3 separate regions of the Zea mays genome follow, and regions 1 and 3 are each linked to region 2. The links are chromatin contacts, called in public Hi-C maps. All regions are on one chromosome and are shown on one strand. Each heading gives the region's core, a stretch centred on a gene start, on an enhancer-like site or on the middle of the called end of the contact. The rest is flanking DNA. Distances are from core to core; before and after follow the strand shown. Region 1 holds the start of LOC103652802 (glutathione S-transferase T1). Region 2 holds the start of LOC100274773. Region 3 holds the start of LOC103652800.

Region 1 (3,200 bases), core at 369-2,868, 140 kb after region 2:
TCAAGACAATATCTCGAGGTTCTCACTAGAATGGAGCTCAAATCACTAAGAATGTCGAACAAGTGCGCAAGAATGAAGTGTGAGTGATCAACAATGCTCAAGGAATGCTTGGTATTCTCCTCCATGCGACTAGGGGTCCCTTTTATAGCCCCAAGGCAGCTAGGAGCCGTTGAGAGCATTTGAAGAAGGCAATTCTTGCCTTCTGTCGCCTGGCGCACCGGACAGTCCGGTGCACCACCGGACACTGTCCGGTGCGGATTTCTTTCCTTCTTTGGCGAAGCCGACCGTTGGCGCTTTGGAGCCGTTGGCGCACCGGACACTGTCCGATGCACACCGGACAGTTCGGTGCCCCCTTCTGACCGTTGGCTCTGCCACGCGTCGCGCGCGGATTACGCGACCGACCATTGGCCGGGCCGACTGTTGACTCACCGGACAGTCCGGTGCACCACCGGATAGTCCGGTGATTTATAGCCGTACGCCGTTAATTGCTTCCCGAGAGCAGCCAGTTGACAGACGTCGGCCTGGCGCACCGGACACTGTCCGGTACACCACCGGACAGTCCGGTGCGCCCAGACCGAGTTGTCTTTGGCTGAACAAAGTCATCTTCTTTTCCAACTTGATTTCTCCTGTTTCCAGCACTTAGACACAATACATTAGTCTCCAAAACAATGTACTAAGTCTTAGAAACATACCTTTTTACTTAATTTGCACTTTGTCCATCACTTTGCATAGATTAACATAAGTCCACTTGTGTTGGCACTCAATCACCAAAATACTTAGAAATGGCCCAAGGGCACATTTCCATTTCAAAGACGGAAACAGTAATTTTTGGATACCGGGAATCGTTTTCGAAGTTTTACCGAAATTTAGATCTAAACGAAAACGGAAACGGTTACCGAAAATACGGAAATGAAATCGGTAGAAAAACTCGGAACCGGAATCGGAAACGGTTTGAGTCTCTTCCGACCGTTTCCGGAAATTACCGTTTTTATTCGGAATTTCACCGTTGGTAAAAAATTGGTATTTTTCAGAAAAATATTAAATCTGAACTGATCTTTATAAATTCATAATAAATTTATCTTAACTTAGAAAAATATGAAACTAATTTTATTATTTCCTAAAATCAAGATCTATCTAATAGTATATAGTTTAGAATCGTTTGAAACTTTTATAAAACTTTCATAATTTGCACAAGAACTTAAGAAGGACCAAGATGACACTGATTATATTGACTATGTAAGTGCTATATCAGTATACACATCTTAATTCTACTTTATTTAAATACATAATAATGATTTTATAGTATGCTTCTTACTTTAATATTTATTGTGACCTCCTACCTTATATATTATTACTAATTTTATATGAATGTATGACTTGCTTGAATTTTTGAAGTCAATTGAGGGTACATGTTACAGTTTTTACCGATCGAATTTTAGATTCCGATCGTAACCGGTGTAATTTTCGTACCGAACTTTCGTTTTCGATGTTTCTGAATTACCGATGTCGTTTTCGTTTTCGGAGTTACCGTTTTCAATCTCATTTCCGAGAAAAAAATATGAAAACAAAAATAATTTTAATGTTTACCGATTATTTCCGACCGTTTTTATCCTCGTTATACCGGCTCTGGCTGGAGGTTGGACACATCGTGATCGTGAAGCCTTCCTCTCCCTGTCATCTGCGCTTGGCGGGAGAGGCAGGCTCGTTTTCGTCTTCTTCTGCTCGAAAGAAAGAGAACAGCGGAACAGCAGAGGCTGCAGGTCTTCCAATTCCAACCTCAAGGTCAAGGTGGAAACGAATCGGAAGCCGGAAGGGAAGCCAGTACAGTACGAGAAGCTCCCAGATTACTCACGAAGGCTCGCCATGCCGCCAATCAAGGTATACGCACACAGGTGGTCGTCACCCTCCCGTGCCGTCATCATCTTCTGCAGGTAGGTAGTCTGTTCCGTCCGGCTCTTCAAGTCATCCGCCGCTCGATTCTTGATGTCGGCAGCCGCGTGCAGGGTGAACAAGATCGATTTCGAGGAGGTCACGGTGGATCTGTTCAAGTCTCGGCACCGCACCCCGGAATTTAAAAGTACCCATCCCCTGTCCCCTAATTAGTCGTTTCCCTCATGCTCATTCTGATTTCCGTCCTCTTTTTTTGGCTAAGGTCGCTGCAATTGTACCACTTGTGTCTCAAATTGAGTGTCAATTATGTGTACTATCTATGGTAATAAATAGTATGTACCGGTGTTCTTTTCACTACTAGTGGTATATTACCCGTGTTCAAGAAAAGAAGTGCTAGTGGTCTTGTGTGGTGGTGGAAAATTCATGAAAATCATCCCGCAATCAAGTATTTGCTGAGCTACTTGACCTTTGATTGCTGCTCCTCTCTTCAGAGATAAACCCAATGGCACAAGTGCCTGTAATTGTGGATGGAAGGTTTAAACTGTTTGAAAGGTACGCCCTGAAAAACTTGTATAGGCGGATTCCGCTGATTTATGAGTTGCCTGCTGACTGCCTCAAACTTTTGTTGAAACCTACCTATAAACATCCATGTACATGGATTCAATACATTTGGCTTGATTTCTAGTTAAAAGTGGGTAGTCACTTGTTTTCCTTTTGCCTTTGACATATGTAATTTAAAAGGCCAGGCCTGGTGCAGTGGTAGAGTCTACCGTCTGTAACTGGAAGGTCCCATGTTCGAGCCCTAGCCTCTGCATATTATGCGGGTAAGGCTTGGCGCTTAAATATACCTTTCCCTAGACCCCGCACAGTGCGGGAAGCCTATGTCATTGGGTACGCCCATTTGATGACATATGTAATTTATAAACCAATGTTGTTTTAGTTCTGATGAGCCCAAAAAGGGCTAGGAGAGGCTTCTGCTGTCCCAAACGAATGTTATAGACCTTGCTAGAAGTTTGTTTAGTCACAGTCCATACAACTAGGAGTCCAGGGCCATCCTGTTATAAACTCATTTATTTCAGTTCTGTTTTGCATTTGTATGTTTCATGAAAACTTAGTTATTTCAGTAACTTTAGAGCTCATGAGTGTGGACAGAGAGTTTTGAGTTTTTAGCCATTATAAAGATGTTCTGTCATACCCAGTGGCGGAGCACAACCCAAAATCAAGGTATGGCAGTGAACAAAACATATTGCACTAAAAGCTAAAAGAAAAGCTCAGTAAAAAAACACTAATGGGGTGTTTCGTTTGTAGAG
Region 2 (3,181 bases), core at 593-3,092:
AGTCGGCGCTTGGTGCGATTCACCCCACCCATGGTCAGGGTCCCTCCTTCCCCAACCAAGCCGTGTCGCCCCCCATCGTCGTCGTCCTCAACCTCCACCATCTCATCGCTCTCGCACTCCCTGTATAATGATGAAGCGCCATGGCACGCGCTTGTGTGGCGGTCGAGGCGGAGGCACCCGCGACCCGCGTTGACTCCGAGGAGGAGCGCGTCGCCTCCTTGAGATCTAGGAGGTCGAGGTGGCTGCAGAGTTCGAGCATGTGCCTCTCCGATGACGACCTTGAGGAGGTGCCATGGCTTCAAATTAAAAATTATGGTCTAAGGTGAGCTTCAACAAAACAAAATGAGAGTCACAAGTATATAATACTCCCTCCATACCAAATTAAAAATTATTTTAGTTAATTAATGAATTCATATAATATTTGATGTATGTGTTTTATACATGCATGTGCAATGAGCAGTTGCCTAGGGAATTTTGTTAAAAAATATTTTGGCACGCGACAAGCTCACGACGGTCGTGCCTTTGTCTACTTTGATATTAAATTTATTTTTATAGAAATGATCGTGTGTCGCCCAGCCATCGAATCCATGCAACCAATAATATCAAATATCAAATGTGTTATGTACCGTCGCAATGCACGTACATTGCACTATGGCTTCTTCTCTCTGACCATTCTTTGTTAGTTTGGCCGTGTTTTTAAATCCAAAGATAGTTAGCATACATTCTGTAATTTAAAAAATAGAAATACAAAACCTGGCTTCTCTGTACCCACGTGGGATATATAAGGACACATTCACACATATGTGTGTTGCTGCAATAAGCAAGCAATAGCAGTGCACTTGTCGCAACTCCTGCCATTTTCATTCTCTGTTCTACCATTCCCATCATGAATTCCACGTTCTGCACACTCCAATCCGCGCGCTGTAGATATCAGGAAGATAGAACATATGCAACAAGGGTAGAGACTCTTGCAAGAGCACTTGACCGCAATTGCTTCTTTTGTTATTCTCATCATTCCCTGTTCTGCACACTCCAATCCGCGCGCTGCAGATATCAGGAAGATAGAACATATGTAACAAGGGTAGAGACTCTGGCAAGAGTCATTCTTCACACTCCTGCAATAAGCCAGCAATAGCAGTGCACTTGTCCTTACGCGTAAGGCTGCAGATATCAGGAAGATAGAACATATGCAGCAAGAGTAGAGACTCCGGCAAGAGAGCACTTGACCGCAATGTGTGTTGCTGCAATAAGCAAGCAATAGCATATCTTGAATTCCACGTTCTGCACACTCTAATCCGCGTGCTGGAGATATCAGGAAGATAGAACATATGCAACAAGGGTAGACTCTCGCAAGACAGAACTTGACCGCAATTGCTTCTTTTGAAGCAACACATCTTATAAGTTGATACCGCAATTGTTGATTGGTCAGTATGGTACTATATTTTGCAAGCCGTGACGATGACGGTAGCCCGCAACTTATTTGGTGTGTCCCACGTCGCATGCCTAGCAGGCCGCATGTCTCTAGCCCTGGCCCAGCCTGTCGTTCGAGTCCCCCTCTGTCGCTCTCCCTGTCCAGCGGGCCTCCCTCCACCTCTCCCTACAAGCGCTCCCTCGCATCGGTCTCCCGAGACAAAAAAAAAATTGCTGCAGGTCGGCTGCAAACTAATGTTATCTGCTGCAGCAATAACACAACTAAAACGTTACCTAGTTTGCAGCCCTTTACAAAAAGAAAGATAGAATCCACCTGCAGGTCCAGCAGGTAACGTTTTAGTTGTGTTATTGCTGCTGCGCCTCCTTTTTGTGAGGGGCTACAAACATTCTGGTTTACAGTCGGTATGCAGCAAATTTTTTTCCCCTAGACACGGCGATGCCTTCCTCCTCGCAACCGCTGCGCCATCTTCGGTCCACGCCCGCAAGCTCCCTCTCCACGACCTCCACTCCGCCAGCTCTGCTCCTCCTTGCTCTCTAGCACGCACGCTTGGAGGCCGTGGAGGTCGACGATGGAGGCGTCGTCCAGAAGAGGAAAGTTTGGGGGAAGCGTGCTTGGAGGTCGACACCGTAGCTCTAGCTTCGTGCGAAGGGGCTCCAAGCCAGCCCAGATCCGTGTCCAGGCTGTGGCGGCGATGACCGAGGACCTGATCCGCGTCCAGGCTACGGCGGCGATGGCGAAGGACTCAATCTGTGTCCAGACCAAGGTCGCGGTGGCGACGAAGGTGAAGGCCGAGGTGGAGGTGAAGAGCGATGCTTCCTCTCTCTGTCTTGGGGTGGGGATGACAGATGAGAGTGGGGTGCTGTGGTGGCTCATCGACATCAGCCGTTGGCGCCCTTCCCCTGCCTAGTTCGACGTTGTAGCCTCCCTCCTACTACATCACGAGGGCACCACCACCATCTCCAGGTACCGTGCCGATGGAGGAAAGGAGAAACAAGTTGCAAGGTATTTTGAAGGTACCTAAAAGGTTCGGGCAGGATGAGATGAGATGGGCAGGATGACCATGTTGGATGAAGAGAAGACTGGGCTGACGCAGCTCGAGGGGAAGCACACCAGGTTCATCATCAATAGTGACGACGAGATCGGACGAGAGGAGGTGGCAGATGCGACTGAGACGAGGGCGGAGCTTGGCGCACTGATGCCTAGGGGGCTGCTGCTGCCGGAGGGGAGGCACCTGCGCTTCCACAACGACGAGGATGACGAGGAATAAGAATGTTCATATTCAGATTGGGTATCGACAGTGGTTGTTTTTCCTTTCACCAGCCAAAATTCCTTTTGGGGGCCTCTATTTCTACAATTTGGTTATGTATTATGTCCCCATTCTTCAGAGAACAAATAACTCCTTTACCAATACAAAAAAAGGTCCTGACCAAAGAGATAGTGTATCATTTCGTTTTCTGTACTATTAAACTTGCAGTTTTTTTTTTGTCTATGCTTTCTCCAATGAAATCTACAGTATTTTGTTTTGTGTTTTATCCAAAATGTCATGAAGATTGTAATTATTAATCATTCATTGTTGCTTGCAGAGACTGCGTCTAACAATTTCAAGTGGTTTGTGATGTTGAAGCTTTGATTAAGCAAGTTGTTTCTGTTCACTTTATATTAAGGTTCAAATCTGAACGTTATCTAGGACATTCCAGCTTAATTGCCTATCAGTAAAGTATACTCATATAACCAATCCAAATTTAACAG
Region 3 (2,851 bases), core at 260-2,759, 140 kb before region 2:
TTTGACACCAGTGGCACATACCAGACATCTATTTGAAACCAGTGGCACATATCAGTCTTAGATACATGACTGAGGCTTGGAAGAGCAGGGACATTCGGCAGCGATACATTACAAGCCTGTCATCAAAATATTTTCATCGCTAGTGCTACTACTTCTAAAGTTTGGATATGTCAGCGGCTCTATCCTTAACTAAGATACCTTTTGCTGAATGTTTGGCATACAGGAGTGAAACAATAGACTGTGTGCAGGCTTGAGTGGGACTGTCCGTGTTTTTTTTTCCGAGCAAACTAGCTCCCACAACCTGGCTTTGTGAGAAGATAGCAGAGAAAAACACAAGTTTCATTAACTTAAATATAAAAAACGAAGCAGATCTTGGAGAAAAAGAAAAATTAATGCAACATGTCTCGACCAACACTTACAATGGGACGGTGTGCTATGCAGATGTTCAAAACATTAATTTGGGGCTTGATTCAGACGTCCAGTGAGTAGTCACGTAAAGGAGATCAGATCAGATAACACCGTAATAATTTGTGAAGAGACAACACTGATTTATTTACATCTAGTAGGAACCAGACAGGTGTAATTAACGGTAACGCATACCCCTCTGGTAACTGGTTTGCGTGCCAACCAAACTGTATCTAATCAGTGTTGTCGAAAATCATGGTGCACATTCTGCCACCTAATCCATAATTGCAACAATCAAAATCCCAATCTAATAGCATTGTAGACAGCACAAATCTGCGTGGCAGTGAAGCCTCTCCTCCCCTCCGCTTCCACCTGCCTCCGCGCTCATGCGCGTGATGATGTTTTTTTTTTACTTTGGCTCGCTAAGACTGTCCTAATAGAGCGTGTAAAATAGGAGATATAAAACTATAGAAAATATTATTTAACATTATTTGTAGAAGACAGAAGTTTGAAATAGAGGATGATATGATCTGCTGGGGTTTTAGTCACTAGATAGAAAGAGAGAGCTAGAGATATAGATATAGATTTGATAATCGACTTAATTATTTAACCGCCGCCAGCAGAGTACGTGATTTTTTTTAAATGTGTAGCTAGACGTGGGGAAAAGAATATAGAAGGTGCTTTCTTTAAAAAAAATACGTTAGCTAAAGATTGTTGGACTGAGATTTGTTCCCCACGCTAAAAATACAAAAGGAAAAAAAAAAATACAGCGGCAGCATCCCGTACTTCAGGCATCTCACTGCCCCCTTTTCGTCATTTTTCCATACCGAACCACGCTTTGATTTGCATCCGACGTCGTCTCTCTCCACTGTCCAGCAGTTTCCTCCCCAGGCAGCCCCCTGCTTTTGCTGCATCTGCTCTTGGTCCATGGACTCAGCCTCACTGACAGCCGCACCGGAAGAAGCGTGCGTACGCGTGGCCTGCACTGCAACCATTCCACATGCTTCCAACTCCTGGACGAAGCTTCCTCTTCCCCTCTGTTGCGTCAACCACAAAGGACATCGCCGTAACGTCAAAGTCCAAGCAAACCTTTTTTTTTTATTTGCACCGACCGACCGACCGACGACACCGCCAGGTCCGCCACCACCACCGGTACAAGGCACGCACTCCCAGAAATCGCGACACGTCGAACCACGCACGACGCACGCACGCACGCAGACGCAGGCGAAGACGGCATGCGCGCCCTGATGCCGGAGCAGAGGAAGGGTCGGTCGCGGCTCGCCGCCGTCCGGGTGGGGCGGTCGCCGGCGGCGGCGTCGCCGTCCCGCCGCCGCCGCAAGAGCGGGAGCGGCTCGACGGCGGCGCGCCCGGTGCCGACGCCGGGCCCGTCGCGGTCGCGGACGCGGACGCGGCGGGAGGGGAAGAGGCGGGCGCTCGCGCGCTCCGCGTCCGAGCCGCTGCTCTGGTTCGGCGACGCGCGGGTCCACGACGTGCCGCCGCACGGGCCCGGGCTCGGGCTCGGGCTCGATTGCCCGCCGTCCCCTCCGCCGCCGCCGCTCGAGCGTCCGCACACTTGCTTCGACGTCTTTGCCCCGGAGTTCGGCCGCTCCCCCTCCTACGCCTCCCTCACCAGTCCCTGCCCCCGGGAGGTACGGTACGGCCCGGCCCCGCCGGCGAGCTAACCGAAGCCCGGAGTTAGGCAATTTGCGAGGTTTATTCACGGGTGGGAGTGGTTTGGCTGGCGCGGTGTGCAGGAGGCGAAGGTGGTGGTGAGCGTGACGGTTGAGGGCAGCGTCGGCCCGGTGAAGGCCATGGTCAGGCTGGGCGCCAGCGTCGGGGAGGCCATTGCTGCCGTGGTCGAGAGGTACGCCAGGGAGGGGAGAAGCCCGCGCCTGGACCCGGCCGCAGCCGAGAGCTTCCAACTTCACCACTCCCACTTCAGCCTTGAGAGTAAGCCACCACCATTACGCTTGATTTTAGTAAGAAGTGTCATACGAACGTTTCGGTGCTTGTGCTTGTATTTTGGATGTTAGCGTGCGATAGGAACCATTCTGGCTTGATCAAATTGGCGAACCATTCCGGATTTCTCGAAATCGAACTGCAGAGTAAGGCAACCTTAGCTTACTGTTTTCCTGTGATCCACGTTTAGTTATTCTTCATGTCGTTTTGACTCAGAAACCATTCCCGAAAGGCCGAAATGGAATTGCTATTTGTCCAGTGGGTTGATTTGTATTTTAACTACTGTCTGGCTGATTATTTGTGAGACAACTGCAGTTTTAACTACTGTCATAGCTAAAATGAGCTCTGTTGTCAATGACACATCACATCAATGAGACCATAGACATCTAACATTTTTTTTTGCTACTATACATATAGAGACATAGGTTGGAAAATTTTCTGGCTGTCGTTCTCCTGATTCGGTCCTCCAATTATATAGAGCTAGGCG

What was found. Hi-C and Micro-C count contacts between places; a contact is called where the count stands out from the background.
Region 1: a Hi-C map of tassel shows a contact between it and region 2, with 2.9 times the contacts expected there. The contact joins the promoter of LOC103652802 here to the promoter of LOC100274773 in region 2. A contact is called at or near these places in 2 of 25 Hi-C or Micro-C datasets (ear and tassel).
Region 3: a contact with region 2 is called in a Hi-C map of tassel, with 1.9 times the contacts expected there. The contact joins the promoter of LOC103652800 here to the promoter of LOC100274773 in region 2. A contact is called at or near these places in 2 of 25 Hi-C or Micro-C datasets (ear and tassel).

The regions. Positions count from the first base shown.
Region 1 is chr4:8,309,733-8,312,932 of Zm-B73-REFERENCE-NAM-5.0, forward strand. LOC103652802 (glutathione S-transferase T1) reads left to right here and starts at 1,619. Exons shown (of 6, transcript XM_008679783.3): 1 at 1,619-1,931; 2 at 2,004-2,077; 3 at 2,382-2,442. The coding sequence starts at 1,864.
Region 2 is chr4:8,168,848-8,172,028 of Zm-B73-REFERENCE-NAM-5.0, forward strand. It overlaps LOC100274773, which reads left to right and starts at 1,843. Exons shown (of 1, transcript NM_001365095.1): 1 at 1,843-2,863. The coding sequence starts at 2,478. The coding sequence ends at 2,699.
Region 3 is chr4:8,033,778-8,036,628 of Zm-B73-REFERENCE-NAM-5.0, forward strand. LOC103652800 reads left to right here and starts at 1,510. Exons shown (of 3, transcript XM_008679780.4): 1 at 1,510-2,054; 2 at 2,160-2,355. The coding sequence starts at 1,641.